Linked DNA regions of Anas platyrhynchos: region 2 is linked to region 1. The links are chromatin contacts, called in public Hi-C maps. All regions are on one chromosome and are shown on one strand. The core of a region is the stretch at or near the end of the contact, and the rest is flanking DNA. Distances in the headings are between cores, read along the strand shown.

What was found. Hi-C and Micro-C count contacts between places; a contact is called where the count stands out from the background.
Region 2: a contact with region 1 is called in a Hi-C map of subcutaneous adipose tissue, with 2.4 times the contacts expected there. The contact joins the promoter of XXYLT1 here to the promoter of LOC113844492 in region 1. A contact is called at or near these places in 2 of 8 Hi-C or Micro-C datasets (liver and subcutaneous adipose tissue).

What each region holds. Positions count from the first base shown.
Region 1 is chr9:12,614,229-12,620,311 of IASCAAS_PekinDuck_T2T, reverse strand. It overlaps LOC113844492, which reads left to right and starts at 2,327. Exons shown (of 3, transcript XR_011811517.1): 1 at 2,327-6,083. It overlaps LOC110351774, which reads left to right. Exons shown (of 2, transcript XM_027464783.3): 2 at 334-2,172. The coding sequence ends at 1,959.
Region 2 is chr9:12,799,617-12,805,300 of IASCAAS_PekinDuck_T2T, reverse strand. It overlaps XXYLT1 (xyloside xylosyltransferase 1), which reads left to right and starts at 1,483. Exons shown (of 4, transcript XM_027464788.3): 1 at 1,483-1,937. The coding sequence starts at 1,560. It overlaps ACAP2 (ArfGAP with coiled-coil, ankyrin repeat and PH domains 2), which reads left to right. Exons shown (of 24, transcript XM_038183564.2): 24 at 1-626.

The DNA of each region.
Region 1 (6,083 bases), core at 1,078-3,577:
TCCCCGGTGGGTGTCACAGCAGGACGGGCACTGTCCCCTGTCACCGGGCGGCAGCAGCACGCGTCCCAGGCACGGGGGAGCTGGTGGTGGTCTGGGTGTTTCTGCTCAGCCCCTGCTCTTCCACGTACCCTCCCTTCTTTAGCAGAAGCTCTGGCTCTGAAACGTTCCTGCCAGAAGGATGTTTTCGATGGGCAATTATAAAATAACAACTGGTTGTATAAAAATACAACCAGTAAAATATAAACCCACAACCAGCAGAGCCCCCTTGGTGCGTGGCTGAGCGTAGGTGAGCCTGGTGGCCCTACAGCAGCTGATGCTGGTTTCCTCCTCCAGCGCAGGGTGATGGTCTATGTGGTGCTGGGGCTGGGGTCCCTGCTGGTGGGGGGGCTGCCCCCTCCCTGCCCCCCGCCCTGCCAGTGCTACGACACCTCCAAGGTCTTCTGCTCGGAGGAGAAGATGAGGGAGATCCCGGCGGGCCTGCCGGGGAACGCCACCCAGCTCTTCTTCGTGGAGACGGCCCTGAGCAGCATCGGGAGCGGGGCGCTGGGCTCCAGCACCACGCTCACCAAGCTGGTCTTCCTCAACAACCACATCGAGGAGCTGGAGGCGGGTGCCTTTTGGGGGCTGCCCAGCCTGGCCGAGCTGGAGATCTCGGGCAACCCGCTGCCGGCCGTCAGCCCGGGGCTGCTGGCGGGGCTGCCCAGCCTCACCACGCTCTCCCTGAGCTCCAACGCCATCCACTCCCTGCAGCCGGGGCTTTTCGCCTCCGCCTGCCACCTGCAGGACCTGCGCCTGCGGGGGAACAAGATCGATGAGCTGCCCCCTGCCATCTTCCACCCGCTCCGCCACCTGCAGGCCCTGGACCTCTCGCAGAACGTGCTGACCGAGCTGCCCGACGGGCTGCTTGCCCCGCTGGCTGCCCTCCGCGTCCTGAAGCTGAGCGACAACATGCTGGCACAGCTCCCACCCGGTGCTTTCGGGACACTTTCCCGGCTGGGTGAGCTCCACCTCGACGGCAACCAGCTGGCCGAGCTGCCCGCTGGGGCCTTCGCGGGGCTGGGTGCGCTGCGGCGGCTGCAGCTGCAGCACAACGCCCTGGGCAGCCTGCGCCCCGACGCCTTCGCCGGCCTCTCCAACCTCACCTTCCTCAGCCTGGAGGGCAACCAGCTGGCCTCCCTGCCCGCCACCCTCTTCCAGGGCACCCCGGGCCTCCTGCACCTCTCGCTGGCCCGCAACCAGCTGCAGGCGCTGCCCCCGGGCGTCTTCGCCAACCTCTCGGTGGCGCAGAGCCTGGTGCTCTCACACAACGCCCTGGCTCGCCTCCCCGCCGAGGCTTTCCAGGGGTTGGTGGAGCTGACAACGCTGCAGCTCGGCCACAACAACCTCTCCAGCCTGCCGCCGGGGCTGCTGGACGGGCTGCCCAGCCTGGCCACGCTGGGGCTGGAGCACAACCGCCTGCCCCGCCTGCCCGCGGGCTTCTTCAATGCCAACGAGGAGCTGGTGCGCGTGGGGCTGGAGGATAACCCCTGGGCGTGCGACTGCCGCCTCGCCTACCTCCTGGGCTGGCTCCAGGTCTTTTCTGACCCCCTCCTCCACGTGCAAGCTTTCTGTGCCAGCCCGGCCACCCTCAAGGGCCAGCCCCTGCTGGAGGTGACCCACAGGCAGCTGGCGTGTGCCAAAGATGAGGGCCGGGACGCGGTGCCCGGGGAGGATGCACCAGGGCAGTGCACCTACAGCAACCCCGAGGGCACCCTGCATGTGTCCTGCAATGCCACGAGCTGTCAGCGGCTCAGCCTTCGCCTTCCTCCTCCTCCTCCCAGCCAGGCGGTGGGGCCAGGGACCGAGTACCGGGGTGCCTGGGTGCTGCGTTCCTCCTGCGGCACGCTGCAGGTCAGCGTCCTCGTCATGGCGCAGGGCCCGGATGTGACCACCCCACGCGGGCTCCCTGCTACACCCTAGGACTCAGGCATATGCTGCTGCTCCTCGTGGTCATCCTGCTGGTGCAGCGGCCACACCAAAATCAGCCTGAGAAACGATGCTCTGTGTCCTGCATTGATGTCCCTGCCATGGTCACCGTCACCGTGCTCTGTGCTGGAGCTGGACTCATGGTGCCTCTTCACCCAGCCGTGCGTTCCTGTGTGTTTCAAATATTATTAAAGTGTACGTATCATTCCTGTGCAGCCTGTTCCCAAGGTGCAGAGGGGGAAGATGCCGTCTGTCTTGCAGGGGAAGGCGGCTGTGATCCCGCAGGGCTGTGGCTGGAGGCCCTGGGCCAGGCTGCGAGGGGCGCGGGTCCCTGGGGTTGCTCCTTGCTGGGTGCTGCCCTCAGGGCTCGGCACCTCGCGGAGATGGGTGCCTAAGGGAAGCATCCTGCCCTGCCCTAACGGGGTAAGTGTGTGTGTGCGTGTGTGTGACTGTGTGTGTGTGTGTGCGTGTGTGTGCACACGCGTGGGTGCGCGCCCAGCCAGCTGAACCCTTCTCCCCGACGGCGCTGCAGCCGGGGCTGTGCTGCGCGGTGCTGCTGCTCCATCTGGTGGCCGGCGGGGCTGGGGGTGTCCCGGGCCGGGGAGAGCCGGGGGGGCCCTGCCAGAGCCCGGCCGCCCTTCCCCGAGCCGTCCTGCCCGGCCTGCCCGCAGCCACGGGGCGCCTGGGGTGCCCCTCGGGGGCGCGCTGCTTTGCTGCCTCTCCCCTCCAACTCAGCCCCACCGCTGCTCAGAGGGAGAGGAGGCACCAAGGGGGGAGTTTTGTGTTCTCCCAGCCTGCTCCATCAGCACAGTGTGCTCAGCAGGGTCCCCCGGCTGGTGCCCAGCAGAGGTGAGCCCCACGGCCAGCCACAGCCCCGCAGCCAGCTGCCAGGACGGGGCTGTGTGTCTGTCCAGCAGGGCCACAGAAGTCATCACCATTATCAGCTTGAGCAAGCGGCTTCACAGCAGCACCTTTCAGCCACGTAAGCCTCTTCTCGAGGAAGGAAAAACAGGCTGGCCTGAAGATCTTCGGGCTTCCCTGGATGTGAGCAGCCGCGTGGTGCCAGCAGATAACACCTGAGAGCGCCTGCGTCCTTTCCTGGGGCGCGTGGGACTGCTCCCCATGGCTCTGTGCTGTGTGCTTATCTCCTCCAGCAGCCCTGCAAAGCCAAGCCCCATGCCTGGGCGGTGGATAAAGCTCCCCAGGTGATGGGACCCCTCGTCCCCTGCCTGGCACAGCACGGTGCGGCGCTCCAGCGGCTGGACGCGTTCCCAAGCGCTCAGGCAAGTCGGGGGTGCGAAATGCTTCAAAGTGTGCCAGGAGGGTGGTTCTGGGGAGCTGCTGGTCTGTGTCCTTGCTGCTGGGGAGAGGGACAGGCAGGGACATCACAGCCAGGGTGTGCAGGGTGAGCCCCCCATGGGGGCTCCCTTTCTGTCCAAACCCAACAGCTTGCAGCCTCCTGGCTTTGCCGACCTCTCGACACTTTTCAGAAAATATCTAGGTCTTTTCAAAGCAAACTTAGCCTCCTGGCTGTAGCTTTTGCCGTGGTTAGTTTTGATGGATGCCTGAGAAGCAGCCCATGGCTCTTTCTTTTTTTTGCTGCTGGTGGATGTGAGCCAGTGAGCTCAGCTCCGAGCTGCCGGTCAGGGCCCTAAATGCTGGGTTTTAAACAGGAAATCTGCGGACATCTCCAAGTCTTTTAGAGAGCCTGGTCCTAAACTTGGTTGCTGCTTATAAGCCAATCATTTATATCTGACAAAGCTGCATAACTAATGCCAAAATATAATGTGATTAGCAGGGGTCCTGAAAAGGAGGCATTTAAAGTAACATTTTAGGTAACCCTTCGGAACTGAGAGAAGCACCAAGAGGGAGCCCACCCAGCACAGTGTGCTCCATGGAGCTGTCTGACCTGGATGGCCAGAGCAAATCCAGGGAACTGCAGCGAGGCAGGGGGAGGAGAGGAAGGCAGAGGGTGCACCAGGCATCATTGCTTCAGGGCCTCTGCTCCTGGGGACCCGGGGCAGCCCTCCCGTGAGCTTCGTGCCATCGTGAAAGACAAGGGAGGATGTGTCCTGCTTCATGGAGAGGGACTGGTGCTTCACAGCTGTGCTGGGGCTTGGCTCCTTTTTTAAAGGTACAGAAATGAGAGATTTTCCAAAGTTACATTCTGTGGGGATGCCAGCTGCTCCACAGGCTTTTTTTTTTTTTTTGGCAAATGCTGTGTAAACAAGGTCGTTTGGTCTGCTGGCTGCTGGGACCATGTCTGATCTCAGGTTTGCTGCCAGCAAGCAGGTTGCTGGTTGGTGCTGGTGATGTGTGAGCGAGCTGTGGCCCTGCTGAGTCCTGGCCCCGCTGGGGCAGCACTAAGGGGCAGCAGCTTCATCGGGACACATCTGAGCCTACAGCCCAAACAGGAATAGGATGGTTCTGAGAGCTGTGGTTGCAGGTCTTATTGTTCTTCAAATCTGACTTCTGAAACCCTTTTTCAGGACGATGTACCAGCATTTCCTTTTCATTTTCTTCCTCTTCTTCCACCCCCATAAATGCCAAGACCAAACCCCGAGTGCAGATCCATATGAAATGCCCAAGGACTACCAGGAGGTCTACAGAGGGACAAAAAACGATGTCAAAGAGATCCCCAAGATCGCAAAGCCCTTCATTTCTGAGATGGTCTTTGTGCAAACCAGCGTTACTGCCGTAAGGAAAGGTGCCTTCAGGTACATGCCCAGCCTGACCAAGATTTTGTTTATTGGCAATAAGATCAAGGCGGTTGAACCTGGAGCCTTTGATGGTTTGGAGAAACTGAGGGATTTGGAGATCTCTGGTGCCTCACTAGAAGAATTGGCCACGGGCACTTTCCAGAACCTCCCAAGCTTGCAGAGACTGGAGCTGAGGGACAGCCACATCAGCCACATCCCCAAAGGGCTCTTTGAAGGGCTGGAGCACCTGGGGGAGCTCTCCCTGCACATCAACGCCATCTCGTCTCTTCCAGAAGGTATCTTTGATTCCCTTGCCAATCTAACTTTCTTGGACCTGGCTAGGAACAAGATCACGGCTCTGCCTGGAGATGTCTTCAGCAAACTCCCCCACCTGCAAGTCCTGCGGCTGTACGAGAACGAGTTGCAGGACCTCCCGGAGGGGCTGCTGGATGCCCAGCAGGGGCTGCTGGAGCTCAGCCTCCAGAGGAACAGGCTCAGGACGCTGCCACCCACGCTTCTTATGAGCCTGGCCCACCTGGAGAAACTCCTCTTGGACAACAACCTCATCGGGGTTCTCCCACCCCAGGGCTTTTTTGGATTAAACAAGCTGAAGCTGCTGACTCTGGGTTCAAACCACATTACGGAGCTCCCCTGCTGCCTTTTTGACAGCATGCCACACCTGTGGGAGCTGGACTTGGGCAGGAACAGCTTGGTCACACTTCCAGATGGCATCTTCGTCAACCTCACGTCTCTGGGCAAACTCATCTTGTCCCACAACCAGCTGTCAGCCCTGCCGAGAGGAGTCTTCACGGGGCTCAGCAAGCTCTCAGACCTCCAGCTGGACACAAATCAGCTCTCTGCTCTTGATGACAAGGTCTTTGCTCCTCTCCCAAATCTGAAAACCCTCAACCTTCGAAAGAACCAGCTAAAGAGTGTCCCCCGGGGACTCCTGGACCCGCTGAAGAGGCTGAGCTCAGTGTATCTGAGCGGGAACCCGTGGAGGTGTGACTGCAACCTCTGTTACCTGCACGGCTGGATCCAGGAGAACAGCGAGAAGGTAAAATTGTCCACCCAAGTGTCATGCAAGACTCCACCCCACCTGGCAGGGCAGGCGGTGGCATCCCTGAGGGACGACCAGTTAATTTGTCCAGCCACTTTGCCTCCTTCGGTTTCCTTCTCCCCATCTCTGCCATTCACCTCCGCATCATCACAAAGGACGTCAGCCTTGCTGTCACCCGGAGCCTCGCCCACTGCAGCACAGACCCCGCTGCCATCGGTGACCTTTCCTGTCACGGCACTGCCAGCCGTGCCATTACCTACGGCCACCTCCTCCGTGTTGCCAACCATACCAGCTGAGGCCTTCCGCACTGCTCCGTCACCAGCCGTGATGTCTAAAGCCTCCATCATCACCCCATCATC
Region 2 (5,684 bases), core at 234-2,733, 190 kb before region 1:
TGTGTTAACACCTTGTACCCTGTACCAGATAATGGAAAGCTTCAATTCCAGTTCATGTTTCTCTATATATGAAATACGTCATCAGTAATCAGTGGGGTACAAAGCAGTAGATTCCAAAAACACTTTAAAATCGTCTTTCATGTGGATTTTTAGCAATTTACTATACGATCCATTAAAAGATTTTCAAGTATTCCTCCTAGACAGAGTTGGATCACGTTCCAAAAGTCTCTTGGAAAGACAAATGTGTAAGATCTCAACGTATATTCTAATGCATATTAATTTCAGAGGTATAACTTACGTTGTGTGTTAAGATGGTATCTGTGGTATCTCCACAGGGATCTGTATTGTTTTGACTGTTCAAAAGGTTTCATGTTTTGTTAATGCTGGTACGATGTATGTAAAATTTCTAAATTATTATACTGAATAGTGCTACTGAATTATATTAGACATTGAAATTCCCGTAAGTTTGGGTGAACACAGTAAATGGTCAAAGTTTCCTTATCAATCAGGACTTTACCTAAAAAGTCGCTGAAATTTCTTGCCATCTTTCCCCTGATTTCAGAGGCTTTGGATTGTACCCTTCACGATTCATGTTGTCGCTGTGTTAAATGATTGTGTTAACATTGTGTTTTTTGTTTTGTTTTTCCATTTCCTATGGTTTTATATTTTACCACTTTATATACTGAGCTGAAATAGTTTCAGTAAATGTACCCCCATCTTCCTACTGCTGTCAGCAATTCCCCATACAAAGGAAGCTTCTCCTGTTTTGCAGTATGCCATCTGTACACATCTGAATTACTGAAATTCTGCTTCGTAGAGCAGAAACTTCAAGTCACTAAAGAAAAAAGTGAGAACTAGAATAAGCACGGGAGTGATTATATTTCTAAGGCTTTGATGCTCATCTGCAGCCACGTGTTTTCAAATAGGGTTGGTAACTCTGCATCTTCATCACGAGAACCTCCCATGGAACAGTGATTACCAAAGGACCGGTTGATAGAGTTACAAATAATTGCAAGTACCCAGGAAGTAATGCTTTCCTGCTGTCAAAATGACCGAGCTGATTTTTAAATACATTAAAAGCCAGTATTGCAAGCTGCCCTCTGCCAAGTCCCAGGGTGAGATGTAAGTTAGTTTTTGTGTTTATCGTTCTTGCTTGTACTGTCCTCCAGCCTCCTGTGCTGCCACAGACACCTTACAGCAGGGCCAAGCCCAGAAGGCAGTGCTGGGGACAAGCAGAGTGTGCTACTGTGGTGCATCCCTTGGTTCTGCACAGTATTTCCTGCCACGGGAAGCGAAAGAAGATGATAAAGGAGGAGGAGGAGGACATCCCCCTCGCCTTCCTGTGAAGATTCCAAGTGCTGTTCTGCTAGAAATCACCGAGAAATCACTATTCCTGCGCCTGCTCTGTGTGAACCGAGCTCTGATTTCCGTATCCCTGTCCTTCAAGCACCCAGCAGCCACACACCCCTTGGCCGTGCCCCCGCTCCGTGCCGTGAGGCGGGGCGGGGCCGCGCCTCAGCATGGCGGCGGGCGGCGGGTAGGGACGGAGCGGGGCCGCCATGGCCGTGGGGCGGGCGGGCTGGGCCCGCTCTCAGCCCTGCGCCCTGGCGCTGGCGGCCGCCCTGGCCGTGTGCGCCTTCTACTACCTGGGCGGCGGCGGAGAGACTTTCTCCACCGCCACCCGGCGGCTCCGAGCCACCCCGGCCAGCCCGGCTCGGCGCGGCCGAGCCCTGCACCTCCTGGTGCTGTTCACCAAGGCGGAGCGCGGCCCCTCGCTGCGGGACAAGGCCCGCGCCGCGCTGCGCTCCCTGCTGCGCCACGGCCGCCTGGGCCGCGGGGACGCGCTGCGCCTCCACCTCGTCACCGACCGCAACAGCAGGGACATCGCCGAGGGGCTGCTGCGGGACGAGCTCGGCCGCGCCGCCTTCCCGCACCAGGTGAGGCGGCCACGGGGGCTGTGCGGGGTGGGGGGAGCCTCGGGGAAGGCGCACGGAGCCCCCCCCCTGAAGGCAGCCGGTGTGAAGCTGCCTCACGTCAAACAGGGATCTGGTAAGTGGAGGGGGCACCGAGCTGTGAGGCGCCAAGTAGGGACCCTCCTGTCCTGAGATGCTTCTATTCAGAATTAGAAGTCTTCTAATTCTGCCATAGCTTTTGGTTTCTCGTTTTTCAGATGTTTCACGTTAGCCAAACTCCACCAGAGCAGCCTGAGGTGTAACTTTCACATTGTTCACACACAGCACTTGTTGGCAAATAATCCCATCTCACTTCTCAACCCATTGTACTAGCGCTAGCGCTGCCGTGCCACCCGTAGCAGATACCCTGCACCGTGCCGAGCCGTCCCCAGCTGTCTGGATGTGGCAGGTAACAGCTTTGGAAACCTTCCCCTGCTGCAGCCCTGAGAGCTGGCATTGTGCACGGTGCTGTGGCCTGCAGTGCCCCGTGGTGGTGCCAGCAGACAGCTGTGGGGCTGCCGTTCTGCCCCAGAGCTGGAGTCGAGCTGCACACCTATGCAGCACAGCAGCTTGCTTCAGGTCTGTGGCATCGTGTCCCTCAGAGAGGTTCAGCTGCTGGGCCGTGACGGCACGTGGATCCCTCACGGACACCCCTGTGGGCGTGCAGCTGCCTTACTGCCCTCTGTTCGTGTCTGAAGCCGAATTCCTCTGTGGGCAGCCTGTCCAGCACTGCTGCTCCGGGAGGATACAGGCTTGTGGGGCTTACCAGTTAGTGTTGTGTGAGGTGGGAGCGTCCTGTGGGGTGAGTCTCTGCGTGCATCAGGTGGCTGCGGACCTGAACCGAACCATGGCTCAGCTCTGGGACAGAGCTGGTCTGTCTTGGGTGGGATCAAGCAGCGTTGTCTGGAGAGTTCAGGTGACATCTCACCAGGGTCTGCTACAGCGGGAGCTCCTTCCCTTTCCTGGAAGGCGTGATGCCTCCTGGAGATGTTTGGTTTGGTTAGTTGGCCTGGGGCTGGCAGCAGACTTCACATCTCTGCAGTTACCTCGTTTTTAGGCAGACAGGTGCTAATACACAGGCTTCTGTACTAGTTCTTAGTCTTGCACACTTGCCCATGATATTGTGACATTTCTGGTGTGCTTGACAGGTGACAGTGCCTCTTTTTTCTTGCTGGAGCCTCTTCCATTCCTCATTGTTAGCGAAAAACATCAACATAACCTGGACCTTTTGTGCTGCTAAAGTTTTGAGGAAGGTTCACCTTCAGCCTGTTCCTCTGGTTGCTTCAGCAGTCACCAGTCTCTGTCGTGAGACCTCTCCTCCTGGCTTCTATTGGCGTCCCCAGAACGCTCTCCTCGTTCTTACCCTGTTCTCCTGGAGCAGGCCCAGAGCTGAGGCTTGATAAAGTGCTTGGAAGGCCGCTGGAGCTGCTGAGGCAGGATTGATGAACCCTGAACTTTACTTTTTGTTCATGAGAGGATTTAAGCTCTGTTTTTGGAGCTGTCCTTGCCCTCCCCTCCCAGCAGAGCTGGGATCAGGCACAACCTCTGCTAGAGCAGAGCCCAGGCACCACAAAATCTGGATCCCGATCCTTGGGGCAGGCAGCAGGCCAGCTCTCATCTCCCCCTCAGCATGTGTGCGGGCTCAGGTACTTCCAAAGCCTTCTGGAGAACGCAGCAGCCGGCTGCAGCCTCGCAGGCAGCGTGCAGATGGTGAGCAGCAGTGCTTCGGGGTGGGCAGACCCAAGCTACGGGACCGTCATCGCAGTGGTGTCACCAGCCCTGCGTGTCTGAGCCCGTGGACACCTCCCAGAAGTGCAGCTGGGCTGGGAGCGCAGCGTGCGGGCGGCAGATGGAGCTGGTGCTCCGCGCTGCGCCGCCTGCATGGGGCTGCGGGACGTGGGCGCAGCAGGGAGCAGCCTGCCCCGGCTTTTTGGCAGGGCCTGGCCATCTATTTGAGACAGCATGGCTTTAGAGGCAGTGCTGGCTCAAGTGCTGCCTTTCAGGAAGCCTGAGGGTGATTTCTACAAGTCGGTGCTCCTCACCCGGGCAGGTCAGCCCGACTTTTACATCTCAGTCCCCTTCTGTGTGATGTAGTTACCTGCCTGCCCCAGGGAGGTGCTTTGGGAACCGCACCAGGGTCGCGGGTGAAGACTGAGCTCTCCTTGTCCTCTGCAGGGCTGCTGCTGTCACGAGCTGGGCTGCTGTGCCCCTGCACCTACAGGATCTGTGCAGAGGCACCTGGCACGAGACGGAGGGACAGTCAGAGAGAAAGTGTGGTGGCTTTTTAGTGAGCCAATTGAAAGGGTCTGTTCTCAGCGTGAGATGTGTTTGTGAAAGCAAGTTGCACAGGAAACCCGTGGAACTTACTTTTCTTAATGTCCTCAGCAAACTTGGTCAGATTTAGCCACGGGGATTTACTGAAAGCTGCTACGCAAATAAATAACCAAGTACAAAATTAGCAGCAGATAAACAAGCTGTGCTACAGTCAGTGCTGGAGAGAGGAGAAGCCTCCGCAGTACTGGTGAGGACAGCAGTTCTGTGGTTGCAGGAGGATTCATCGTGTCAGGAGCTTGCGTTGCAGAAGTGCTTACCCAAAGAATGGGCAGCAGAAACACATTTTCCTCTGTTTACTTTGGAAGGCGAGGGAGGACAGATGATACCGTGTCTGGAGTTTCAGGAGTGTTTTTCCCCTGATTTTTGTCCACCGGTGCTTGGCACCCCTCTGCTCATTTCAGAACTGACTGGAGTTGGTTTGAATTCTCTTTTTTTTTTTTTTCCCTGCTCTGCTGTTCATCATCTCCAGACTTGGGAGGTGATTTAAGCCTGGGCACTTCTCAGAGGGAGACCTGCTCCCACCAGTGCCATGGCAGGGCAGGGATCTCCCAGGGGGAGGCTCCCTGGGTTGATTCTCTGGGCTGGGGCTTGGCTCTGTGTGCCTGGGCAGCAGCGTTCAGCTGTGTTTCAGCACCCAGCAGCAGTGCTGCAAATCTCCTCGCTGCAATTGTGTGATCCTGTGCTAACGGTGAGGGCAAAGCTGGCCATGCACAGCCCCTGGGGCACAGCATCCTCCTGTGCTTTGGGGAGCTGGGCTGAGATGCTGCTGGTAACCGAGTTTCTCCTTCTCCAGCGTCTCGGGGAAGTTCTGCGCACGCCGTGTTGTCCAAACAGGAGCGTGGCCAGCGATGAGCTCTCGCAGCACACTTCCCTGGTACGTGCTGTCCTGTGCTCTTCCTGCCTTCCTCCCGAGGCCGCGTGGCGTGAGGCCAGCTGCAGGACACGCAGCTCGCAGCGTGGTCGCGCTGCTGTGAAGTCGCAGGGCCAAGCCTCCAGCTCTCAGACCGTGCCCTCGGCCTGGAGCGGGTGTGTGGGTGCTTCCCCAGGAGGAAATCAAAACTCTGCTGCTTCAACTCTGCCCCAGCAGCGTGCTACTGGGGGCTTGGTGCTGTGCCCGGTGGCTTCAGGGCTTCTGCTAGCACCCAGGCTGGACGTGGACGCACCTCGCTGTGCTCAGCGCCGCTGGGCCCACCGACAGCTCCCCAGCTCCTGCAAGCACTGCTCTGACACGAGAGCTGTGATCTGGGGAACAATTTCAGCAAGAAGGTGTGGGAGGAAGAAGCTTCAGGCTGCTTTTTGTCACTGCCTCCGTGTCTGTGCCTGCTTCCCTGGGTGTCAGAGCATCCCCTTGCGCATCCTGCAGAGAGCCTGGCTGCAGCACCAGCTCAGGCTCTAGTG